5 separate regions of the Mus musculus genome follow, and regions 1, 2, 4 and 5 are each linked to region 3. A link is a contact called in public Hi-C, HiChIP or PLAC-seq and promoter capture Hi-C data. All regions are on one chromosome and are shown on one strand. The core of a region is the stretch at or near the end of the contact, and the rest is flanking DNA. Distances in the headings are between cores, read along the strand shown. Region 1 has its middle 210 kb from the start of Mir125b-2. Region 2 has its middle 150 kb from the start of Mir125b-2. Region 3 overlaps Mir99ahg (Mir99a and Mirlet7c-1 host gene (non-protein coding)). Region 4 has its middle 100 kb from the start of Gm31431. Region 5 has its middle 180 kb from the start of Mir125b-2.

Region 1 (2,700 bases), core at 88-2,587, 350 kb after region 3:
AAAATTATGCGACAATCTGCATAATTAGTTTGCATATGTGTTAGGTTAGTTATGAATGATTAGATTGTTGTTCGGAGTTAAAACGTCTGAATTTTAGAAGAGCCAATCACTACAAAATGAATGGGATTATTTTAGGCAGGAAAAAAAATCCAAATTTCAGAATTAGACTACTAGTGTCAATGGGATTTAGAGTGAGAAACATTATTTACCTCTACCCAGTAATGATACAAGCTAAATGGAAGAATCCGCATAAACATGACAGTGTAAGTCACCACTAAGTACAGTGTAACTTAAATTATTTCTGTTCAAGTGCATTTAAAGTGTCAATTAATTGCCTCCATTTCAAATGCACACCTTTCCCCCAATTATCAAATTAAAATTTGAACTGAATCAATGAGCACAATGATAGTTTAATTATATTAAACCCCACGAAATAAACAGTGAGGAAGTTTGTGCAGATGGCCACCCGTGTCTGACACCTCCAGGCGTAGCCAGTGACAAGTACCATTCTCTCGGTAAATAAAACTGCTTTATTTTACTGCCATTGACGAATCCTTGCTTTTAAAAAGATAGGAGAATGGGTTGCGATAGAAGGATTTAAGGGAATTACAGAAGGAGAAATCGCAGACACAGATGTACTTTTTTTTCTAAGGGCACCAGGTGTTTTAAATGCCACCAGAAGGGTGCTCCAGGCAATTCCATGCTGTCCAAGATAGCTTGGCATAGATTATCCGAAAGCTTTTGTGTCTTTTCAGCTTTTGATTAAAGGCCAGTGTCAGGACTCCTCGGGGCTTTTGCTTGGTACAGTAAAGCCAGAGGATTTTTTTTTATGTTGCTGCCAAAAAGATGCCAGTTAGGATAATTACATTTCAATTTAAATTGGTAATTTTATGAAAATTTAAACGAGAATATGTGTCACCCAAATCTCCTCACTTTTATTCCCCCAAAACATGCACACACACACACACACACACACACACTCCTCTTGTTTAGGGGGACACTGACAGCAGTACACCAGAACCTTCCCATGACCCAGAGTATATGTGCCAGGAATTAAACAGATGAGCAGAAATTGCACAGAGACTGTTTTCTTTGTCCAAATTCATTTTCTAGCCTAGATTTATCACTAGTGTACATTGGAACCATCCCAGGGCATCCTAGCATCTAGCATCTTTCTCCCTGCAGATGCCAGCAAAAGAAGCTTGAGACCAGAGCTGTAGTAATCAAGACACTGTTTTCCATTCCCAGCCAAGCTTTGTATTTGTTAACAGGATGTAGAAAAGGAATCAAACCCACATAGAGTCTCTCACCATCTTGGTGAAAGGAAAAGGACACAAGTGGCCAGATGAACCCCGAATTCTCTGTCTGCCACTTTCTTTTTCCAGGACACATACGCAAGCTTGGCAGCACCAGCAAAGTGGAAGTAATGTTCCTTTGTTTAGAATGCAGTGTGTACGAACATTTACATAATAAAATACACACACAAATAACAGATGGCGAAGAGACACTCATTTCGCCACATGTTGTAAGCACAATATCGTTCCTTGATGATCTCATTTCTCTTACTTCTCCCTCCAGATGTCTACCAGCTATTTAACCTCAGGGGTTATTCAGATGGTGGAAGGTTTTGAAGACAGCCACAAAGCTGGCTATAGAATGTTTCTTTTCCATCATGTACAAATGCCCTTTCTGGATGGAGTTATCAATCCACAAAAAAAAGAAAGAAAGAAAGAAGAGAAGAGAAGAGAAGAGAAGAGAAGAGAAAGAAAAGAAAAGAGAAAGAAAAAAGAAAAGAAAAGAAAAGAAAAGGGAAGAAAAGAGAAAAATGAAAAGAAAAAAGAAAAGCAAGAGCTTTCTTCTGTACAAAAATAAATAAATAAATACATTTTTCATGGGATTTGTTGAGTAGATATTGTCTACCATGAATCCTGGCAATATGATGACTTTGAAAGAGGTCGTTTTCTTCTAAGTTTTTTTTTTTTTAATCCAAGCAGAAAGTGGTTTATTAATACTTTGGGTTCTTTAAGGACACCTTCTTTCAGGAGTCCTTCTGAAATGAGTAGAAGTCTCCAAGATACTTTGTTCTCACATGTCAATCAGTTACTAGGGTTACATCTCAAATATAAGTTAAACGATATGTTATGTAATATAAGCTAGTAAATATGTTGTAGTGTTAGCTCTCCTTATAATCAGATAACAATTCTCTCAAAACACATGACCCATTCTTTGCAATGAGATCCATCATATTTCAACAAAGTACATTGATAACATGTATCATTAACTTTTTCTTTTTATAAATGCACTTTACTCAAAAGAACATATTAAATGTTACCATGTATAAGAGAAAGCCATACCATATGCACTTTGCACAGATATATACATGTTAAGCTACCAGACAATAACTGATAATTCAGAATAAGAATCTGCATTGGTTCATCTAGAGTTTATGACTTCCTCTAAAAGAATACATCCTTAACTGACATTTAATGTTGAAGTCTAGTATGAAGGTGTAATATTAAACAAAAATGCATCAAAATATGAATATCAAAAATCACTCTCCAGTATCAATGTCTTTAAAAACCAACAATGACATTATTCATGAAGGCTAAAATTTAAAAAAATAGTCTGACATGCGTATCCTGAAAATAATATTCAGAAATAAGACTGTTAAATAGGCTAAAATATATGTTGAAGTTTACT
Region 2 (2,700 bases), core at 113-2,612, 300 kb after region 3:
TAACTGGGTTCCAGAGACTAAGTCAAAACCCAAGGAGCATACATAGGCTGGTTCCTTACCCTGGGGCCATGTTTAGCACAGGACTGCCTTGTATAGTCTCAGTGGGAGAGGATGCACTTAATCCTGTAGAAACTTGATGCCCCAGGGAAGAGGGATGCTGGTGGGGGTGATGTGGGGCTGGGTGGGCAGGTCGAAGAGCACCCTCAAGATGCAAGGGGGCAATGTGGTGAAGAACTCAGGAAGGAGGAAGGGGGAAAGGGGAAGAGGAACAACTTTTGGAATGTAAATAAATAAAGTAGTTTAATAAAAAAAAACAAAAAATTTTTACATCAATAATATTTATGTTAGAGAAGGATTTATGAAAGATTTCTAAGATCTTTAACTAATATTCTAGATATTGTTTAATTTTCCACTTCAATCAAATTATAGTTCATAGACTCCACAAGGAGATTTAACCCATTTGTTTGTCCTTTTTTAATAAACTGAAGTCAATAAAATGAAAGGACAAAAAAAAGGAAAAGTAGTTATACCCTCTGTTGACCATGCTTCAGCCTCCCTTTGTTGTTCTCTGTCTTACAGAGATGGTCATAGAGGCCTAAAGCAAAAAAAAGCTGCGACTTGTCACGCACAATTATTTTTCTTGATTGTAACAGTATGAACTAACAATATCAACTTTATTTTCATGCTATGCTATCTCGTTAATTTAAAATTATCCTCAGAATATTTTAATATCTCTTTATGACGGTGAAGGAAAAGTGATTGTACAGAATTGTGTGCGTATTCCAGAGGACCCTGTCTTCTTATTCTTAATTTCACTTTACAGAGTTTTATGAAGTCTCTATGTAAATTTTGACATTGGTTTCTAGGCAGATCGATGCCAAACAGTGGTCAAGAAATTTCCCCAATGTACTATAGATGATTTTTTTTTTTGCTGTTCCTTAAAATGTGTTTTACGTCATCTTAAATTCTATTTCCTTAGCCGGGTTTAGTTTTATTCTATATGGCCAACCTCAGCAAGAGGAAAAACCAGAATTAGATTTCAGACTTTTCCAACTGTCAGTTTTGTACTCAAACAAACCAGGCATTGCTGTCCCTCAGAAGGAAAGCTGCCTCTCACATATAAAGAATCATCTTCTTGGAAGATTCTGTATCTTCAAAGGTTGTTTTGAAATGTTGATGTACCATATAAGTAAAAAAAACTCTCCAGGCAGATTAAATGCATATATAAATCTATAATAGCCCACTGACTCCAGTTGGCAGAGTTATAGCTTTAGGATAAGAGGCAAAACACTTCCCAAAGAAGTTGGAGACTCCTTTTTGTCTTGCTGCCAAATCTTCCCTGCTGACTCTCACACGCTGACTAATGCTTGTGTTTTAAGGTTCCAGGCAATGGTCTTCACCCAGCCTCAGGGTGAGAAGTCTTGTCGCCACTACAGCCTCTCTGAATTCCAGACTGCACAGGTTTTGTGTTCTGCTCCAGTTCTAGGGTCTTTCATGTTGTTTGTATGCGACCATTAACAAAATGGAGGTCCTGCAGCCCGTAGTTCACATTCTAGAAGATTAAATGTAAAATGTATTTAATCATGTTTAAATGTTGCAACACACATACAGTATTCTTTAAAAATAAGAAGTATGAATCGCTCATTCGTTCAGTTATTTTAATCTTTCTCAAACGAGAGTCTTGTCACCATCTCTTTTTATTGTAAGGATCAGCAGACATAATGTAGACTTTGCCCCCTTGTTATATTAATGAAACAGTAGAACTCTGAAATTCCCTTCTATTCCTTCTTAATGACCTCCAATTTCCATCAAGTCTTTTTTCAAGCTTATTTTGTAGCAGCTTTCATTACCATTGCCATTCACTATTGCGAAATCTTCCATTACATAAATAAAGTACAATTTATTTATTTATTATACTGATTGGAAACAGATGGGCTGTTTCTTGTTTAAAAATATTAATTAAAATAAATAAAGTTACTCGGGAAGTAGACCTTTCTGTACATGATCTTTGTTGCCACGAACCTTAATTTCTACTGTGTATGTAAATAGGAGCAGACTGACCTTGTATACATTTAGCTTTCGATGATACTAATTCTTTTTCTAGTGCCAATTATTGAATTAATTTGATGATTGAATTCATTTGCCATTTAATTAAATTATATACTTTTTGAGCTATCTACTTGATTCATGCCTTTCCTAACACTTAGTATTCTCAGCTGTATAAAACTGAGGTTAGAGCCAGCAAGGTGCCTCAGCAGTTGCTGCTTACTCTTTTGTAGCCTGCGTTAGGCCCTCCTAGACTACTTAAGGGCAGGCAGATGGAGAGAAAGGAAGTGAAAAGCTTTCTGACTTCCACACATGCACTGTGTTATGTGTGCCCATACAAATCATCAGTGTGTACACACACGCACAAGCACACGCACATGCAAGCATGCAAAGATAAAATTGATGTTCCTCTTCTGGGGATAAAATGCCATGTGGAGTGGCTTAAGTTTATGCTGAATTGAGGAAAAATTAATCTGATTAAGTTTTCATAAGGCTACTGAATAATGTGGTATTTGTTTTTGTTTAAGTTATTCTTAATATTTTATCCCATTATTAGTTATTATTTTCTTGACTAGTTCTTTGGGTGTGTGTGTGTGTGTGTGTGTGTGTGTGTGTGTGTGTGTGTATGTTTTGCTGATAAGTATATAAAACATA
Region 3 (2,802 bases), core at 8-2,507:
AAGGATTTACTGACTAATGTTCCCCACATGGCCAGAGGTGCCCATCTATTTTTTGTGCAGTTAATCTTAATTATCAAATCCAGTCCTCCTAATTTTGATAATTGTAATATTGGCCTTCCTCTGGCTTTCTTCTCATTGAATTTTTGCTCTATGCTACCAATGGACACGTTTTAGTCTTCGACGGTCATTGATGAGATTTCAAGCCTTGAAGTAGTTAAGTAATTGGAAATTTAAGGAAAGTGAATTGGGTTGCTTTGTGCTTTGGGTTGCATGTGCCTTTGCATGTAGAGTGCTTTACTTCATGGTTGCTTCTGAAGGAACTTTCTAAAAGTGGAGGAGACGACCGAGGAGACATTATTGAGTCTTGGTATAACCCCAGTTTTCCATCTTGGATGGTGGAAGGTGTTGAACAGGAACAGGCAGAAACCAGCCTCGCTCCTAAAGTTTCAGTAAAGCACGCTGCTATTGCTACACTTCACTGCTAATTTCAACATGTTAGAAAACTTTCAAAGCAAAACAGTTCGGAAGCCTCACTTTCAAATCCCAACTCTCTCCCTGGGTGTAAAATTAACACTCTTATTTTTCAGAGATTATAAAAAGAAAAACCACTTTCTGGTGACCGGATCAAAAGCCGAGAAGCAAACAATCTCTGTTAACCATGAGGTGCAGGGTTAAATTTTTCTTTCCACTGATAAATCCCACCCCGGAACAGATTTCAGCAAGGCAGCTCGCAAAGCTCACGGGTGAACCACACAGGCCATGTGGGTGCCGAACTCAGAGCCGGAAAGCAAACAGCTGCTGTAGCCTGATTTGAGTTAAAATAGTGTGAGTGTTTAGTCTGGCGCACGGCTTCGGGGGAGATTGGCAGCTGGGTCAAACAAAGTCCTTCCGTTGGCTCCCTTCCCGGGCTGCTCTGCTAGTATTTAGTGGGTCCTAGTGCTGTGTAGGGCCCTTTTCTCAGGCAAAATTCTAACATCTGACCGCACCCTCCTCTCTTTGCTATTTAAAAAAAGAAAGAAAGAAAGAAAGAAAGAAAGAAAGAAAGAAAGAAAGAAAGAAAGAAAGAAAGAAAGAAAGAAAGAAAGAAAGAAAGAAAGAAAGAGGGGAAAGAAAGGGAGGGATAAAGAGGAAAAAATAGCTGTGCTCCTGCTTCTTTCGTTCTAAGATAAATTCTCCCGGAGACAACCTCTCCCACTAATTGTGTGTTAGCCATGAATTTTATCTCAAGAGCTGACGCACTGCGCTCTCAACTGGTGTTGAAAAGCAGCCTGTTACAGTGTGGGATTCATAAAAGGGCCTCTATGGTGTGTGAGAAAGAATATCTGTGTGCCTAGGCAGGAAACTTTTTGATCTACAGAAAAGCCAGAAGACATCTAGGTAAGACTTCGGGATCAGACCTGCTTTGGTGGGTGGGGGTGGGGGTGGGGGGGTGTCCAAGTTTGTCAGTGAAATTGGCCCATACAAGAGATGCAAGTTTACAGGGTGTGTGTGCTTCCTTCTGTGGAAGTTGAAATGTACCGAAGATTGCTTACTTATTTTTGTTCGCTTATTGAAAACTTGAATCAGGAGTCTGTAGTCGGTCTTTCGACGTTTTCGTTTTCTGTGATTGAACTGATCGCAATAGATATTGTTTGATCCCCAGAGAAATCTTTGCAAAGTGACACAGAAAGAAAAACATTCCGGGCGAAGAAAATAGACAAGTTTTAAAGAGGAATTGTTTGAACCTTAGAGGGCAGGAGATGGTGCATTCGGCAAACGTGGGTCTGAGTACTGAAAAAAGAAAAGAAAAAGTTTAATGATGTTTTGGAAGGAATATTAAGTAAGTTGTCTTTGTCTCTTACTTTTTAATTTTAGTGGCTCATTTAGCCTGTTGGGTCACATTTTTTTGAGAGTACTGAAGGCTGCCATGAATCCCTAATGAGGCCCCTTTGCACATGATTTTGGCCAATTGCCAAAATCAACTTCCCAGCGGCAAGCTTTCTCTCAAAGAACCTGGAGCAATTTTTTATATATACATATATTAGAAATCATGTTTGAAAGCCGCCACAACCAGTTGTATAGGCATGTCAAAAGTGACTTTATACAGTAAATATGAAATAAACCTTCAGGTTTGTTTTTTTTTTCTTGCTTTCTCATATTGTCATTGTGGAATCTTTGCCTGTTGCTGCCTAAATTGTGATAGAATAAGAATAATCTGAAATAAGAAGATTTAAGGACATTTTTTTCCTCTTCAGCATACCAGAATAGGAGTCCTGTCTTAACTGAGCAATATACACTATGGAGAGATCCTTCAAAACCCGTCGGGACGAATAACAGATGAATTCATAAAACTGTTCATCTCTGTAAGTAACATCCTGTTAACAGAAGTTTTGTATATAGAATTAAGTTTAATATTGACTTAAGTGAGGTCTTTGTGTATATTAGAATACCTTAGTGTTTGGGGATTTTTTGTTTGTTTTGTTGTTATTGTTAATATTTATTACATAATTTTAAAAGATTATGTGGTACCTTGATGCCTTTAACAAATCTTTTCATAGAAATGTTTGGTTTGTAAACATGTCTGAATGATGAAATAACTGTATTTAAGTGCTTCCCCATAAGATAAAGGCTGAGTTTTCATAAAAGAAGGCAAGAAGGTCAAGGAGCAGATTTTAAATCTGATGTTCCCACACCTGAATTCTGTCATGGGAGCTATTATATAATTTTATATGATAAGGTTTTTTTTTGAGCTACATTTACAAGTTGCAATAAGATAGCCTACTTATTAGATGGTAACAATTTTAGATTTTATGAGCGATTTTA
Region 4 (2,700 bases), core at 115-2,614, 490 kb after region 3:
ACCATATCCTCACATTCATTCTTCAATTTGTTTCTATAAATCTATGACATAAAACAAATGAAACATTATCACTATTTTTTTCAAAGCATTGTGTGATTTTTTCCAATGGCATTCAAACTGGGGATCTAGTTCCAATTGTTTCCACACGCAGTCTAGAGTTGTCTCTCTTCTGGGCCATGCCAAAATGGGGACCACCCTTGCAACATGTCACCATGAAGATCTTTCCAGTTCAAATATAAGTGCTTTAGATAAGAGTAAAACGAACAGACTGAGGCATCGGCTATCATGATGGGGCAAAATCTGAGAGTCCAGTGCTCAAAATCAAAGCTCTGAAGTCCAAGATCATATTCAATAGAAGTTTATCTCCAAAACTTAGATTGTCTTCTCACCTAAATGACGTAACAGTCCTAAATAATAATAATTTAGGCCTAGTCATGTTTCATTTGGTTAGTATAACAAAACTGCTGGACAGAAAGGCTTTCTTAAAAATCTGTACAACACCCCTCCAGTCATCTTAGTAACTTCCAGATGTTATGTTTTCATTCAGCACTATTTGAGACTTCCTACTGAAAACAAACAAACAAACAAAAAACAACAAAAAAAAAAAAAAACAAAAAAACAAAAGCAGTCCAGGTCCAGACTCTTAGGTACATTTACCACATTTATCCTACCTGTTATAGCCTGCAGTTGGGAACAGAAATAATAGCTAGAAAAAGAAATCATTTCAGCTTCGAAGAATCATAAAATTTCATGTTGAACTTAAAAACGTATCTCAAAAAGTCAGGATGAGCTCAGCAGAGCAAGCGTGGTGCTGGCTTCCTTTCCTTTCCTTCTTCTCTTTCATGATTTTTCTTTCTTTCTTTGAGAAGTGGTGGGGACGGGGGTTGTTTTGCACTGTATTGGGTCAGCTGACACGTTGAGTATTCACATCGGATATTTTTAAACCCCTTTCTTATTTCAGTTGCTTTTATGCAACTAATTTAGATGTGTCCTTAAATTAGGTTTTCTTTAACTCTTGAAAGGGTTTGGCTTTCATTCCTTACATGGAACAATAGTTCCTCTTGGGCAAGAGTGCCAGCTACATTTATTATCTGTCCCATTCCCGGTGGGCATTGCAGTCTCTTCTTAGAAAAGTTAGTCATGTGGATTTTTTTTTTCGATTGGGGAAAGGATAGCAAGCTTTAGTAACCATCTTTGATTTGTGCGAGGACTAGGCTGTTTTGGTTTTTTTTTTTTTCTTTTTCCATGCTTCCCATTTTCTTATTTTAGACTTCTGTAGATGCTTCAGTCTTTATCCATAACAGTCAAGAATGAGCCTATCTTTGGAATGCTCTAAGAGCTAGAGACACATTTAGCCTGTTAATGCTGCAGATTTGGCCCAATTCCATTTAGGCTAATTACACCCTGTTCTTCAAAAAATATCTCTTTGCACTTTCATTGGGTGATGAAAAAGATCGGTTTTTTTTCTTTCTTTTTTTCTTTTTCAACCTCCTTTTCTGAGCTAGAGCTCAATCGTCAAAAGCCCAGCATGGATCCATCTGAAGTTGCCTAAGGATAAATTCCCCAAGTGTGGGAGAAACCGAAAGAACACAGCCATTCCCAAAACCAGTACTCAGAGAAAAATATATGACGGTCTGGATGCAAAAGCCAGCCCTTCACTTTTAAAAGAGACGCTTCTTTGTCCAGGGAGAGGGACGGCATGCTTAAGGATCCACACTAAATGCCATCCCAGAGTGTGAGGAGTTCCCCGGAAACGCATTGTCTCTTTCTTGTTCAAAAATGAAAAACATCGAAAAGTAATCCAAAAAAAAAAAAAAAAATCGAGATCCTACAGTTCCTAACCTCCTTTTGGATACTACATGTATGTTGTATAGTCCCACCTGGTCCAGCATGCTAAAGACTTTAGTGAAATGCAAACATCTTACTGTAGTGTCTCCTTTTAGCTGCAATGTTTGTATCAAGTGCTTCTGGCGTTTGTGCCGATTGTATCAAAGTGAAGTTGGCCTCTGTTATCCTAGCCTCCTTTCAGAAGTTGCTATAATGCTTGTCTATGCAAGATTTTCTTGATGTTAACACATGGGAAATTTGCTTTGGGCTCTGCTGACTTGACGGTTAAACATTTTTTCTTATGATGAAGTTGCTTGTTTTAAAACCAAATGATGTCATGCAACTAAAACAAAACGGAATTATACTAATTATGATCCAGAGTGACAGGTTTATAAGGAATCATACTTTATGTCTGTCCTTGGAATGTGCAGTCATTATCTATCAAGTATTCACATGTATACTGGGATTTTTTTACACTGAGACTCCACACTTAACCACACACCAACAAAACGCAGCATCAGGGATGAATAGATTCATTCTGCTGGTCTGCGACTAGAAAGTTCCCATGATAAGGACTTTATTTTCTTTGAGAGTGAGATAAAAGAATCTATCTAACTTTATGATTCATGAACTTAGATCGGTTCACAGGGCCTTTGCTGTTGCTGCTAAACTTTCACGTTCTCTCTTGCAAGCTTTGTATAAGTGTAAAATTGCATTCACATCTTCAGAAAGAGCCTTGGAAGGGATGAAGCAGAAGAGAAGCAGATTTTTCCCCCAAATATCAGTAATAATAAAGTCTCCTAGAATATAGTTCTAGGTGACAAAGAAGAAGGGAGACATTGTGAAACACCCTGAACTTCAGTTCACAGTAAG
Region 5 (2,875 bases), core at 290-2,789, 330 kb after region 3:
AGGGAACTAAAAATAGGATATATGAAATGTCAGTACTCTTTTTACATGAGGTTTTATAGTCATAAAACTATTTGCTCCATTTACTTTCAGTTTCTCTGTCTAATTTTGGATCACCAATAAACTATCAGAGCAACATAACTGGTCCACAGCCCATGCCCTAACAAAATAAATCTTAATGTGTCTTGAAGATTAATAATTACATGGCAAAAAACAAAACACAGAGGTCCAAATATGTAAAAGGAAATCTCAGAAAAGCACAGTATTTTGGTAAACAGACGAACTTGAGCTAATACATCCTCATTGGCACGATCACATAAATCAATTGACTAGACCCCTACAAAACTTGAGAGCATCGTGTCTTAGGAATAACAGGAAACGTTTACACTATGGAATAGAGCAAAACATAATTAAATCCCTTGTTAGTTCCAGCTTGTTTGAATGTGACATGCCCCTTGCAGTCTTATGTGATTGAACACTTAGAGCCTCAGCCAACGGTAGTGCCTTTGTATGTATTGAAAACTTTATAGCTACTATAAGATAGAATATCACTAACACAGGGTTGTATATGATAAACTAGTAAATAAATGATGATACTAAATACTTCGAATGGGTATTTTGGAAAGTAAATAAAACCTATCTCATAGTTTTTAGAACACTAGGGATTTATCAGTACATCATACTTGCTATTTCATAGATAAATTTGATAGATTTTCTGTATGCGTGTGTATGCCTGTGTGTATGTATAGACAGGTAGTTTTATGTCTACTTGTATGGATGTTAAAATGAAGGAAAGAAGTCAGTGCAGATGTCTTATTTAATCACTTTCCACCTTGGGTTTTTTTGAGACACAGTCTGTCACTGAAACTCGGCGCTTGTTGCTTTGGGCTGGCTGATTGGCCAAGTAAACAGCAGAGATTTCCTGTCTCTGTCTTTGAGTGTTAGAATGTCAACCCAAGTCTTCATGCTTACACAGCAAGCATTTTACAAGTTGAGACATGGCCCCTGTTATTCTGGGATGATTACCATTGCCAAATTGAGTTTGAACACAGAGAATTATTTTGTTGTTGTGGCTCAGACATTTTAATGTTTCTTTAGTGGTCATTTTGTTGTTGGTGATATTCTTGTCGTTGTCAGTGTTGGAACTGAATCTAGGGTCACATATATTCTAGAAAATACCAATGAGCTATATTCCCAGACTGGGCCATTCCTTTATAAGATATTTTATGGCTGCTTTTAGTTTTTATTGAATATGTTATCTAAAACAATTAAGTTATAGCAAGGAGGACTATGAGAAGGGTTCAAAGATTTTTGTTTGTTTGTTTTGGCTTTTTTTGTTTTTGTTTTTGTTTTTGTTTTGTTTTTTGGTGAACCAATGAGTTATATTACAGGACTATGAGTTAGGAGCTGCTCTAGGAGCAAAAATGGTGAAAAAGAGTTGAACTACAAAAGCCGACCACAGCCTGGATGAAAGATTATAAAAGTTAGGAACTGGAAGCCCACTGCACAGCCCAACTGTCCCCTTTCCAGAAGGCTCAGCTGGTCTTTGTTTCTCCTAGGCAGCTCAGCTGGCTGCTCTCCTAATCTCAGGCTTCTTGGCTGGTGCCTTGCTTTTTTTTTTTTTTTTTTTTTTTTTTAACAGGAGGCTGGCTTGTCTCAAAGTCTCCTCTGCAGCTTGTAAGGTCTAGGAGTGACTCTCAGCCGTTTTCACTTACACACTCTGGTCATTTCAGAGACTTCCCAAAACCCTTTGGAGTTAGTTCTGTCTTCATGTTTTTGTTTGGAGAGTTGTTTTGCTTGTTTTGTTTGTTCTGTTTGTTTGTTCCTTTTGGGGTTTTTTTTGTCTGTTTCTTTTGTTTTCATTTGAATTTTCCTTTTTAATGAATTAATTAATTTACATCCCAGTTTCTGCTCCCCTCCTGCTCCCCCCTCACAGAGTCCTTCCCCCTCTCCTCTGCCCCTCCTAGACCTGCCCCCTACTCTGGTGCAGGATAAGGTGCATCATCTCTCACTGAGGCCAAACAAGGCAGCCCTCGGCTACATATGTGCCAGGAGCCTAGGTCCTGCCCATATTATTTTCACCCTTTGGTCAGTGGCTCAATCTCTGAGAGTTCGCAGGGGTCCAGGTTAGTTGACACATTTGGTCTTCCTGTGGGGTTCCTACCCACTTCAGGACCTTCAATTCTTTTCCCCAATTCTTTCATAAGGGTTCCCAACTTCCATTCAGTGTTTGGCTGTATCTGCATCTGTTTCAGTAGACTGCTGGGTAGAGCCTCTCAAGACATTTAAGCAAGGCTCCTGTAGGGGAGCATGACAGAATATCATTAATAATGTCAGGGGTTGGTACTTGCCCATGGGATGGGTCTCAAGTTGGGCCTGTCACTGGTCAGCCATGCCTTCAGTTTTTGCTCCATTTTTGTTCCTGCAGTTGCTTAAAAGATGGCAACTTTGGGGTTGAAAGTTTTGTGGGTGAGTTAGTGTCCTTATCCCTCCACTTGAGGTCCTGCCTGGGTACAAGAGCCTCTTCAGGTTCCATGTCCCCATGTTAGGTATCTCAGCTAAGGTCAACCACATTGACTTCTAGCCTCCCTTATACCAGGTCTCTGGGACTTCCTAGAGCTTCCTCCCATGTCCCCACCCCTGCAGCTACACATTTCCATTCACTCTCCTGACCCCCTGGGCCTCTCTCCTGTCTCTCCCCATACCTCATCCTGCCCTTCTTTACCCTCCCCATCCCCTCTCCCATCCATGTTTCTCCCTCCCTCTGCCTCCAGGATTATTTTGTTCCCCCTTCTAAATGGACTTGGAGCATCCCCACTTCCTTCTCTTTAACTTCTTTAGGTCTGTGGAGTATAGTATGGGTATTGCATACATTATG

What was found. Promoter capture Hi-C pulls out the DNA fragments that hold promoters and counts their contacts. A called contact is a pair of places that touch in the nucleus more often than the background predicts. HiChIP or PLAC-seq counts read pairs in DNA pulled down with a chosen protein or histone mark.
Region 1: a promoter capture Hi-C map of hippocampal neurons shows a contact between it and region 3, with 2.5 times the contacts expected there. The contact joins two enhancer-like sites. A contact is called at or near these places in 1 of 39 promoter capture datasets (hippocampal neurons) and 1 of 115 datasets of contacts at active chromatin or transcription factors (embryonic forebrain).
Region 2: a contact with region 3 is called in a promoter capture Hi-C map of 3T3-L1-derived adipocytes, with 3 times the contacts expected there. The contact joins two enhancer-like sites. A contact is called at or near these places in 3 of 39 promoter capture datasets (the 3T3-L1 cell line, 3T3-L1-derived adipocytes and hippocampal neurons), 2 of 484 Hi-C or Micro-C datasets (cortical neurons and forebrain) and 1 of 115 datasets of contacts at active chromatin or transcription factors (embryonic basal ganglia).
Region 4: a contact with region 3 is called in an H3K4me3 HiChIP or PLAC-seq map of neural progenitor cells, with 5 times the contacts expected there. The contact joins two enhancer-like sites. A contact is called at or near these places in 2 of 39 promoter capture datasets (the 3T3-L1 cell line and hippocampal neurons), 1 of 484 Hi-C or Micro-C datasets (epidermal suprabasal cells) and 7 of 115 datasets of contacts at active chromatin or transcription factors (astrocytes, embryonic forebrain, forebrain and 3 more).
Region 5: a Hi-C map of uterus shows a contact between it and region 3, with 4 times the contacts expected there. The contact joins two enhancer-like sites. A contact is called at or near these places in 2 of 484 Hi-C or Micro-C datasets (both in uterus) and 1 of 115 datasets of contacts at active chromatin or transcription factors (embryonic forebrain).

The regions. Positions count from the first base shown.
Region 1 is chr16:77,851,149-77,853,848 of GRCm38.p6, forward strand. No RefSeq gene overlaps it. Among named protein-coding and RNA genes, the nearest start is that of Mir125b-2, 210 kb to the left of the region's middle. Within about 2 kb of position 1,338, at least 35 of the 459 cell types and tissues checked have an H3K27ac peak or open chromatin away from gene starts, as enhancers often do. A contact at or near this core is called in embryonic forebrain and hippocampal neurons, where this site is marked.
Region 2 is chr16:77,795,784-77,798,483 of GRCm38.p6, forward strand. No RefSeq gene overlaps it. Among named protein-coding and RNA genes, the nearest start is that of Mir125b-2, 150 kb to the left of the region's middle. Within about 2 kb of position 1,363, at least 5 of the 459 cell types and tissues checked have an H3K27ac peak or open chromatin away from gene starts, as enhancers often do. A contact at or near this core is called in 3T3-L1-derived adipocytes, where this site is marked.
Region 3 is chr16:77,499,269-77,502,070 of GRCm38.p6, forward strand. It overlaps Mir99ahg (Mir99a and Mirlet7c-1 host gene (non-protein coding)), which reads left to right. Exons shown (of 5, transcript NR_015543.3): 4 at 2,235-2,342. Among named protein-coding and RNA genes, the nearest start is that of 9430053O09Rik, 80 kb to the left of the region's middle. Within about 2 kb of position 1,258, at least 195 of the 459 cell types and tissues checked have an H3K27ac peak or open chromatin away from gene starts, as enhancers often do. A contact at or near this core is called in 3T3-L1-derived adipocytes, astrocytes, embryonic forebrain and 5 more, where this site is marked.
Region 4 is chr16:77,985,642-77,988,341 of GRCm38.p6, forward strand. No RefSeq gene overlaps it. Among named protein-coding and RNA genes, the nearest start is that of Gm31431, 100 kb to the right of the region's middle. Within about 2 kb of position 1,365, at least 32 of the 459 cell types and tissues checked have an H3K27ac peak or open chromatin away from gene starts, as enhancers often do. A contact at or near this core is called in astrocytes, epidermal suprabasal cells, forebrain and 1 more, where this site is marked.
Region 5 is chr16:77,825,927-77,828,801 of GRCm38.p6, forward strand. No RefSeq gene overlaps it. Among named protein-coding and RNA genes, the nearest start is that of Mir125b-2, 180 kb to the left of the region's middle. Within about 2 kb of position 1,540, at least 32 of the 459 cell types and tissues checked have an H3K27ac peak or open chromatin away from gene starts, as enhancers often do. A contact at or near this core is called in uterus, where this site is marked.